Linked DNA regions of Sus scrofa: region 2 is linked to region 1. Evidence: chromatin contacts called from public Hi-C data. All regions are on one chromosome and are shown on one strand. The core of a region is the stretch at or near the end of the contact, and the rest is flanking DNA. Distances in the headings are between cores, read along the strand shown.

The links. Hi-C and Micro-C count contacts between places; a contact is called where the count stands out from the background.
Region 2: a Hi-C map of subcutaneous adipose tissue shows a contact between it and region 1, with 1.7 times the contacts expected there. The contact joins two enhancer-like sites. A contact is called at or near these places in 4 of 47 Hi-C or Micro-C datasets (alveolar macrophages, epiblast stem cells, skeletal muscle and 1 more).

The regions. Positions count from the first base shown.
Region 1 is chr2:144,494,055-144,498,576 of Sscrofa11.1, forward strand. The region is part of intron 10 of ARHGAP26 (rho GTPase-activating protein 26); the gene reads left to right. Among named protein-coding and RNA genes, the nearest start is that of ARHGAP26, 200 kb to the left of the region's middle. Within about 2 kb of position 2,332, at least 33 of the 83 cell types and tissues checked have an H3K27ac peak or open chromatin away from gene starts, as enhancers often do. A contact at or near this core is called in alveolar macrophages, skeletal muscle and subcutaneous adipose tissue, where this site is marked.
Region 2 is chr2:144,705,213-144,709,858 of Sscrofa11.1, forward strand. The region is part of intron 20 of ARHGAP26 (rho GTPase-activating protein 26); the gene reads left to right. Among named protein-coding and RNA genes, the nearest start is that of NR3C1, 220 kb to the right of the region's middle. Within about 2 kb of position 1,654, at least 24 of the 83 cell types and tissues checked have an H3K27ac peak or open chromatin away from gene starts, as enhancers often do. A contact at or near this core is called in alveolar macrophages, skeletal muscle and subcutaneous adipose tissue, where this site is marked.

The DNA of each region.
Region 1 (4,522 bases), core at 1,082-3,581:
TACGCTAGCGTCATGGTGGTGGTCATTTCCCAGCATCTCTGCCTTTGTTTATTTGTAAGAAATTTCTCGCAGATGTATGTGGCATTTTTTCCCAGGTATCTTCCGGGCGGGGGTCGGGGCGGGGGGGACCACTAAGCCGTATGGAAAATAACAGAAACAGAAAGCTTCTTTTTGATGCACTGAATCAATACAGTCTCTCGAGGGGTAGTATTGATACTTGGGGGAGGGCAGCAGTTAGAAGGCTTCGTATTTTCCATGACAGGCTGACCCCCATGGACGCCCATACGTGGGAAGACGTTCTGTGGAGTCTTGAGGGACCCATTGTCGCCCTTGGTCCTCTCCAGAGTGGGGGGCAAAGGACAACTCAGGAGAGATGACAACGGTGTAACGGGGACCAAGATGAGCCTTGTCCTTGCCTTCATGGATCTTGCCGTTGATGGTAGCATGGGCCCACATGCCCACACATCCGTGCGCCAGAAGGTGTTGATACTCGGATGTTGAGCGTAACAGCCGACTTGGAGGACCTGGGTGCTGCGGGGAAGATGTGACCGACAGAGGGGCCGCAGCCTCCGCTCTAACAGAGATGGGTGGCGTGACGGCAATGCGTGCATTTTCATCCCTCTCGCCTCCCCTCCCTTCCTCCGTTATTAACCGTAGCCACCTGCTCTGGGCTTTACTGACACAGAAGACACAAGTGTAGTGAAGCGCAGCGAATCTCGTAGCCTTTCCTTCTCCAAAGTCATCCTCTGCTTTTTCCTGCAAACCGTATCCAGAGTCCTCCTTTTGCAAGCTTTCCGTGAATAGGTAGAGACAGCTTTCCTCCAGACCAGTCCCAGCCTGGCATGTCGCACCCTCTGTCAGTTCTGTCCTTGTCGTCTTCCCACCATGTGCTGTGTGTTTGCGCAGGGTATGAGCTTTTCTTCGTGATGGTTGGCTGGTTGTTTAATTAGGTATGTTTTATATGAGTCTGTTCAATTCTGAATATCTGTCTTAGGTAATTTGCTCCCAGAGGGAGAAAAATATCATTTTATACAGCTTTTACTACAGTGCTGTGTGCATGTGGTTGTTCAATTTTGTTTGTTTATGGTAATGCAATTTTTGAGTTAGATTATTTTGCTCTTTCCCTTGGGACTTGGGTGAATTACTCTGTGAGAGACTACAGGAGCTTAATCGTGTTAGTTGTTATTTAAACTAAAACATCGGCAGGTACACACACAGTCTGCATTTGTGTATGGGTAGGACAAAAAAAAAAAAACCTCTAGGAAAATGGGAAGCTGGGTAAGGTAAGAATATTGGAGGCTGGAAAGATTGATGGAAGAGCTGAAAAACCCACCGCAACCCTCTAAGGCGTCACCACCCTTATTTTGAGTATGTTTTATGAAAGGCTGCAGGATGCAGGTGACAGATGGAAGCAGCTTAAGTTTGCACTTGGACTCTGCCTATTGCTGGCTGTGTGCGTCTGGGCAGGCAGTTTAACCACATCTATAAGGTGGGGCTAGTCATGCCTACCTTGCAGGACTCTTTTGAAGATGGAATATGCTATCATATTCCTCCCTGATGGCGTTCTCTGTCGGAAGAGATTGTCCTTTGAAGTTGTCCTCTCTGCCTTAAAACCTGAGACTTCACTGTTCTCACGGTGGACCTCAGCTTTGGAGGGTATTTCCTGGAGGCCCTTTGTTGCATTTTGATGGCATACCTCTCTCCTAGAGTGTCCTGATTTTCTGAGTCGTCCCTAAGCTGAGAGCGAGCGCAGGTGCTTAAATGTCTGTGTGCAAAGGGGCTGCTAGGGGAAGAACCCATTTTCACACCGCGTATCCCCTAACGTGTTATTTATCTGTATTTCCTGTATGCGATAAAAGGTTTAAGCCCCTCCTTCCAATTTATGTCTCTTCATACGAGTGTGAAGTTAAAATAACACTCTTCCAGTTTAACATGTGGGGCGTGTGCTCCCTTGTCTGTGTGTCTGTGAGATGGTGTGAGCGTAAGTCGGCGTGTGTTTTCCAAAAACGCTCCTCTTACGTAACAGACTTTGGTTCAGGGCTCAACCTCTAGATGGCAGTTGTGTATGTGTGTTCGTAACTGTTAGGCGGTCCAGTTGAAAAGCAGCTGTCTTTGTACATTGTCAGTGCGTGTGTGTAATGCGTGTGTGTGTGTGTTGAAGAAATCAGGCGGCTATTGCTCCTTAAAGGAAAGGTATCCTAAATGACTCATTCTTTCTCTCTAAATTCCTTCCTCCCACCCTCGTAGAACGGATCATTTCATACCCACTTTCCTGCAGAGGCAGGCGTGCTCAGTCCTTCTGGCCTGTGTTTAAGCAGCGCGTTTCCCCGTGCTCTCGGCACTCAAGTGTCAGGCCCTGTGCTGCAGGGACAGCTTATTTAAGGGTGGTGACGAGGACAGGCGAGTGAGTGGGGCTGAGAACCAGGCCATCCTGCTTTTCCCTCGGGGTGCCGTCTGCCTTTATCTTTTGCAGCAGATGAATCCATTTTTCCTGGTTTCAAGCTTCCCCTCCCCTCCCCTTCTCACCCCTGGTCTGAAATAATATTTGATGTTGCCTTCCTGCTGGTTGGTTGGAGTTGCCGGTCTCAGAGCCATTGACATTTCGGAGAGGAAATGGCTCTTTCCTTCCTCGGAGGGTGTTTTCCTGCTCTCATTTTGTGGCTGCGGTGGGGGTGGGGGGTACCCGACGTTCTGAACTGCTTCTTGGCTGTTCTGTCAAATCAGCGAGTTAAGAAGTTCTTAGAATCTTTAGAGTTGGTGCAATTTTTAAATGACCGAGTTTCTTTTTTTTTTTTTTTTTTCCTTTTTAAAAAAGTTAAATGAGAGTATTTGCTGTTGGAATCTGGTCTGAGTCAGCGTGGGATGTGTGGGTTAATGGATTGTGGTGTAAAATAAGACAATCCTATTTGTGTTAGTTCTATTAGTTCTTCCTCTGTCTTATGCCTGTTTCCAGTCTTTAGTCTGCACAGTTAAAGTTGGAGTTTTATTGATTACATATACCAGTTTATTTGGCAGCGTCTAAATATAAAATGTTTTTTTTTTTAAATCTAAACCACAATGTGGCTATTACATAAGTCTGAAGAAAGGAGACAGTTCAGCCCGTAAATGCCACTTATTGTGCATGTCTGTTCATCATGAGATGCAAGAGTAACAAAAAAATTGAGAAACGACCTAGAAGATTTCTTGAATTGGAATCTTTTCTCGTAGTTTGTTCTCAGCGATAACAAGTGTTTGCATTCCCTCTGAGTGGGTCTCATCTCAGCAATGAAGAATGCTTTCTTCTGGTGCAGTGTTGAAACCTGCTACGCCTGTGTCCCCGCTGCCTGTGGCCCAGAACAGGCTCTCCGTCAGCGTGTCTCATGCAAGACCATCTCAATGTGCCAAAAATGTGCTTGTCTGGCTTCCAATCTTTCATAACTTCATTCTCCTTTAAAAATGGAGGAAATTATCTGATGCGATTGGCATTATTACTCTCCAGACTCTTATCATTGCTCTGGTCCTAACTATTTGGCGTGCTTTCCTCCCAGATCAGTGGCTATAGTTATAATACGTTATCATTCATTCATTCATTAGGATTGATCCTTTCTAGATAATTAGAAGCCCGATTCTGGAAAATTCTTTCTTTTTTCTTTCTTTCTTTTTTTTTTTTTTTTTTTTTTTTGCTTTTTAGGGTCGTACCTGCAGCAAATGGAAGCTCCCAGGCTAGGGGTCAAATCAGAGCTGCTGCCGCCGGCCTGCACCACAGCCATTGCAAGGTGGGATCCAAGTCACACCTGCGACCCACACCACCGCTCACGGCAACGCTGTGTTGCCAACCTACTGAGCGAGGCCAGGGATCAGACCCGCATCTCATGGATGCTGTTGGATTCGTTTCCACTGCCCCACAACGGGAACGCCCTGGAAAATTCTTCAGGGGGGTGTGTGTTTGTGTGCTGGGGGCGGGGCTGGAGAGAGCGAGCTTTCTTCCTCTCCCTCCTTTCCTCTGTCCCTCCGCTAAGGCCCTGGTCACCCTGGACCCCAGGGCACAGACACTGCCTGTGCGAGGGGCGGTCCAGGGTGGTGTGAAGGTATGGGCTTTGCTTTAGAGTCCGGCGGACTGGGTTGCAATTGAGGCTCTGCCGCTCCCTGGCAGCGCAGGGCAGGCAAGTCATTTCTGAGGCTCAGGTTTTAAAGACATGGAATGCGAGCCCCTCCTCGTGAGCAGCAAATGCTCGTGCACGCACCGTCCTGAGCTCTGCGCTTGGCCCGTAGGAAACCCTTGGGACGTCTTCCACGTGTCTGGGGGGCCACCTTTGCAACGTCTGGTTTCGCTCTCGTGGCTAGTCTCTCACCCGTATCGCACCCAGGTCGCCATGGCATGTGTTTGCTTCTCACGCACAAGGACTGCCAGTGGTTGACTCCCCCAGAGCACGCGTAGTTGTGCAGGTTCCTAGGTGTTTGTCTCCAAATAGTCGGTGAATATTGCCTTCCCGTCATGACACTGGGTCCTCAGTACTGGAAAAACTGGGAAGGATCCCAGGTT
Region 2 (4,646 bases), core at 404-2,903, 210 kb after region 1:
GGGGGGGCAACAGGGAGTTCCCATCCTGACTTAGAGGTAACAAACCTGGCTAGTATCCATGAGGATGTGGGTTTGATCCCTGGCCTTGCTCAGTGGGTTAAGGATCCTGCATTGCTGTGAACTGTTGTGTAGGCCCACAGCTACAGCTGTGATTCAACCCCTAGCCTGGAACTTGGAAATGCCCTAGGAACTTGCATATGCCCTGGGTGTGGCCCTAGAAAGACGTTGTGTGTGTGTGTGGTGGTGTGGGCATATTTACATATACAAGTAAATAAATATTTTTTCAATCTAGATTTCCAGTGTCTTTGGCCACACTAAATCCATACGTTGCTTGGTAATAGAAGATGCTCTTCTTACCAGCCCACTTCAATCCTTTCTATCTAGAAAGCCTTTGGTGGGTTACCTGTGGCCAAGAGTCTTTGCAGCCTCTCCCATTAAGAGGCGGAGTCCTTGAATCTAGGTGGGCCTTTACCCTCTGACTGTTTTGACCAACTCTAAGCCCAGGCCCTCTTGGACCCCAGATGCCATGTCAAGAGCCCAGGCCAGCCTACTCAAGGACGGAGGACGACTAGCAAGAGGGCCTGCGGCCCCAGCCAAGCCCGACACCCCCAGCCACGCATCAGTGGATACAACCACATGAGTGAGTCCAGGAAAGACCAACAGAAAAGCTGCCCAATTAACCCACAGATTCGTGGCAAAGAATACACCAGGGTTGTTTCAAGCTGCTGAATGTAGGCCAGTTCTCTCAGCGATAGTTAACTGACCCAAGTCAGAGTCACAGGCAGCTGCCTTGGGATGGGGCTGGGGCTGGGCTGCGCAGGAAGGTAGAAGCCATGGGAGCTTCTCGCTGTAGCACAGTGGTACGTGGAGATTAGCCCTTCCATTTGCAGAATCTTCTTTGAAAGAAAATGACTCATAAATGAGATTCTAAGAAGTTAGGAAACAAAACAAAACCCACAGCTAATGGCTGAGGCAACAAGAAAGATAGTTCTAACATTGGCGTGCAAAGCCGGAAAGCCTGGGTTTGATCCTGGCACCACCAGTGACTGTCCATCCGGTGACAGTCCTTGGCCCTAAGCCTTCCCCTGAAGGCGGAAGGAGTGGGGCTGACCTGTCCCTGAGAATGGAGATGCTTCACCGGGTGCTCACGGAGGGCTGCAGAACTAGAAGCCACTCTCCTCTCCCAGTGACAAATAGCGTTGGCATCAGGCCACCGCTTTTCTGGAAGATCTTGATTTTTAAGGAGGAAGTAAACAAATGCTGAGAAAGAAGTCAGGGGATGTCCCATGAGGCACTAAAGATACTGCAGTAATTCCCCCAAATTAAAAACCACGAGGGGGATGCTTTTTTCTGACCGCTGGGGTAGGGGTGGCGGGGCTTGTTAGGATTAAGAGAAGGCGGTGAGGACAGAGCACGGTTCCAGCAGTGGAGGAACCCAGCCTTGGAGTTCTCCCTGCCTAAGTGGTCCCCACCCCTAAAAAATAACTCACTGCCCAGTAGCCCCATAAATGAAACTAATTTTTCTCATCCTTTCCGCTTAACACACACACGCATTTGCAAGTTATTTCTGGTGACCTAAAAGCTGTGTGCATGCCAAATGCCTTCACACGCTGCCAGAGTCAACCGTCCCGTCCGGTTTTAGTGGCCAGTGAGCGGCTAGAGCACAGGCCCTGGAATTCAGAGGATAAACAAGGCCCGCTTCCAGGCGGAGCTGTTTCTCTGGAGCGCCGTTGGCTCCTTCTGAATTTGATTCGGCGACTCTCAGATGCAACCTGGGGCGAGCTTTTGCCTGGGGAGAGAGAGCTCCAATTTTACTTATGGTTTACCTGTTCAGGCGAGATTCGCTCAACAAAAATGGTTGGAACACTGGCTGTGGGCCCAGCGTCATTCTGCGTGCTGAAGAAAGGGTGACTTAAAGAAAAAAGAAATTAGATGGCGCTCTTGTTGTGGCTTAGTGGGTTAAGAACCCAACTTAGCGTCCTTGTGGATGCAGGTTCGATCCCTGGCCTCGCTCGGTGGGTTAAGGATCCGGCATGGCTGTGGCTGTGGCTGTGGCACAGGCCAGGGCGGCAGCTCCAATTCAGTCCTAGCCCGGGACCTTCCATCTGCTGCGGGTGTGGCGCTAAAAAGAAAGAAAAAATTAGAGTTTCTGCTCTCATTGATTTTATATTCTTGTGGAGACAGAAGGAAGTCAGTGTCTCGTATATCAGATGTTGAGAAGTTGAGCTTCGGGGGGCCTCTCCCACACTGTCCTTTCTGCCCCTCTGTTCCCCCAATCCTGATGTGTATGTTTCAGGTGCTAAGAGATGGTCCAGGCTGTTCTTCTGCCCATCTTCCCCCACCAGCCTCCTGTCTTGACAGCCTGGAGCTCTCTGGCAGTCCCTGAAAAGGAGGAACGTCTCCTCCGGAGGCAGGTGGTGCCCACCTTCAACCTGGACCCGCTGGGGTAGGTAGGCAGGCGTGTTCCTGAAACTTTCAGAAACCTCTGCATCCCACGGGGTACCTGATAAGCTGCATGCCTACCTGTTATTTATTGAGACCACATGAATCACTAAATGAATAATATGCATTAGACAAGGGATAACTCACGGCCTCTGTTTTAAAAGGAATTTTACCCATCTAAGTGCTATTTGATGCCAAAAGAGTTACACCCAAACAGGCAGCTGTGATTTCGCTGCAGGGATCTCTGTTTGTCGTTCTTTGGGATGCAGGGATTTGAAAGAGGTTGTTTTCCTGGGCGGTTGGATCCGTTTTCTGTGGGAGAGGGCTTTCCCTGTGAGAGCGATCCTGCTTCTTATGCAGCTTTTGCTGAAAAGATCCCTTCAGACAGTTTTGCCTGAAAACCTGGTGGGTGCTTCCCACCTGGAGAAAGAGCTGGAAAGCATGATAATTTTCATAGGGAATCGTTTGCCTGTGCTTCCTGCTCCTCACAACCCGCACGGTGCTTCCAGCCTGCTCCTTCGGGGTCATGTCTTGGCCAAGCCTGGAATCATCCCTCTTACCCCTCGGACTCTGAGGCCACCACCGCCACACTTTCTCCACGTGCCAGGCCCCGCTCCCCTGACGTTTTCGGAGACTGTCACTGATGGGACCTGCACTCTTGTCTTCTGAGAGGCTTCCTGGCAGCGTTTCCCCTTCCCCAGCCAAGATCTCTGTGGCCAGGTAGGAGCCCAACTGGCCTCCCTTGGGGGAAGATGGAGATCCCTGCCTGGTGACCCATCTGATTTTTACTGGTTCATTTTTACATGCTTCATGACCCAGCGGGATTTCTGTCCCAAGCACCAGGGCTGTCAGTGCCACTCGGATCTGTCCAGCCCGCTGGCGGGGTTGCAGGGGGAGGTGGGGAGTGTGGAGGCAGGAACCACACACCATTCCCCGGCTCAGCCAGCATCCCCGTTTCCCAGCGGACTGGACGTCACGAAGGGGACCAAGTTTGCCTTCCCATGGATTGTTTTCTTCCCCCCACTTTATAAGCTCAGATCGTGCAAAGGGTCTGCATTGTCGCCATTAGACTCATTACTCTTGCCAACTAATCCTAAACAACCCCCCCGTCCCTGTCCCCATGTGCCATAATACGGAGTAGATGCTGCCGCCTCGGGGTTTAATTAAGCAGATGAATGAACAAATTTCATTCGGAATTTAGCTGCATTTTGTACGTGTTAAGTAGGTGGTAGGCATTTTAAACCTCCAGGTTTTGGTAGTATCTTTAGTGAAGGAAATTGGCTTAGCATTTCGTAGGGCTTTCAGCAATTAACATTTTGCAGGGCTCGCAGGCTTTCACGCCTTAAGAGGACTTCGGAAGGAAGCCTGAAAGGGCTTTTCTCTTGCTTCAGATAAGGGATTGCATGTCTCCTTCCCTGTGTATATCATGTGGAGGAATCTTTTTGGTAGACCCAGATCCCAAATTGGGCAAATTAAAATCATATTAATATTAAAGTACTGCTATTTAAACCTTTTTTAGTCCATCTGGACAGCAGATGCTTATTTAGCTAGGAACACATTTCCAGTTGGAAACAGCCTTGGGGTCTTAATTTTAACACCCTCTCTGCATGAGGAGTCTAGAAAACCACATGCTCCAGGCTGCTTTGGTCACTGCACACTGCTTCTCCAGGGCAGGGTCTTAGCTCGGACGGTGGTTCCCAGAGTGTGGTCCTGGGACCAGCATCCTTGGCATCCCCCGGCAGCTTGTTGGAAAGACATATTCTCAGGCCCCATCCAGACTTCCGTGTCAAGAACTCTGGAGGAGGAGCCCAGCGGTCTGTGATTTAACAAGCCGGGCAGGTCCCTCTGACACATGCTCAGGTCTGAGAACCATCATCATAGTGCATTAGGCTAATGGACTTCCAGGAGGAGTAAGACTGGATACACCTCAATGAAAAGCTCTCAGGGCCAAGTGTCATGGCTGGCACTTCCATTGTCCCTACAGTGATGGCAGTACAGGAGCTTAAGTGTGCCGTGCCCTGGCCTTCAGGGGAACCCAGCTAGCTCACCGGTGCTGTATTTCACAGCTCACCAAAGAGGCCAGCCTGCTGCTTTGCAAAGGCTTGCCTTTGGGTCACAGATCAAGAAAGGGTAGGGACATGGATTAATCCAGCTAGTAGGTATTTTTATTGAGCATCTGCTCTGTGTGTAACCCGAGAAGATCA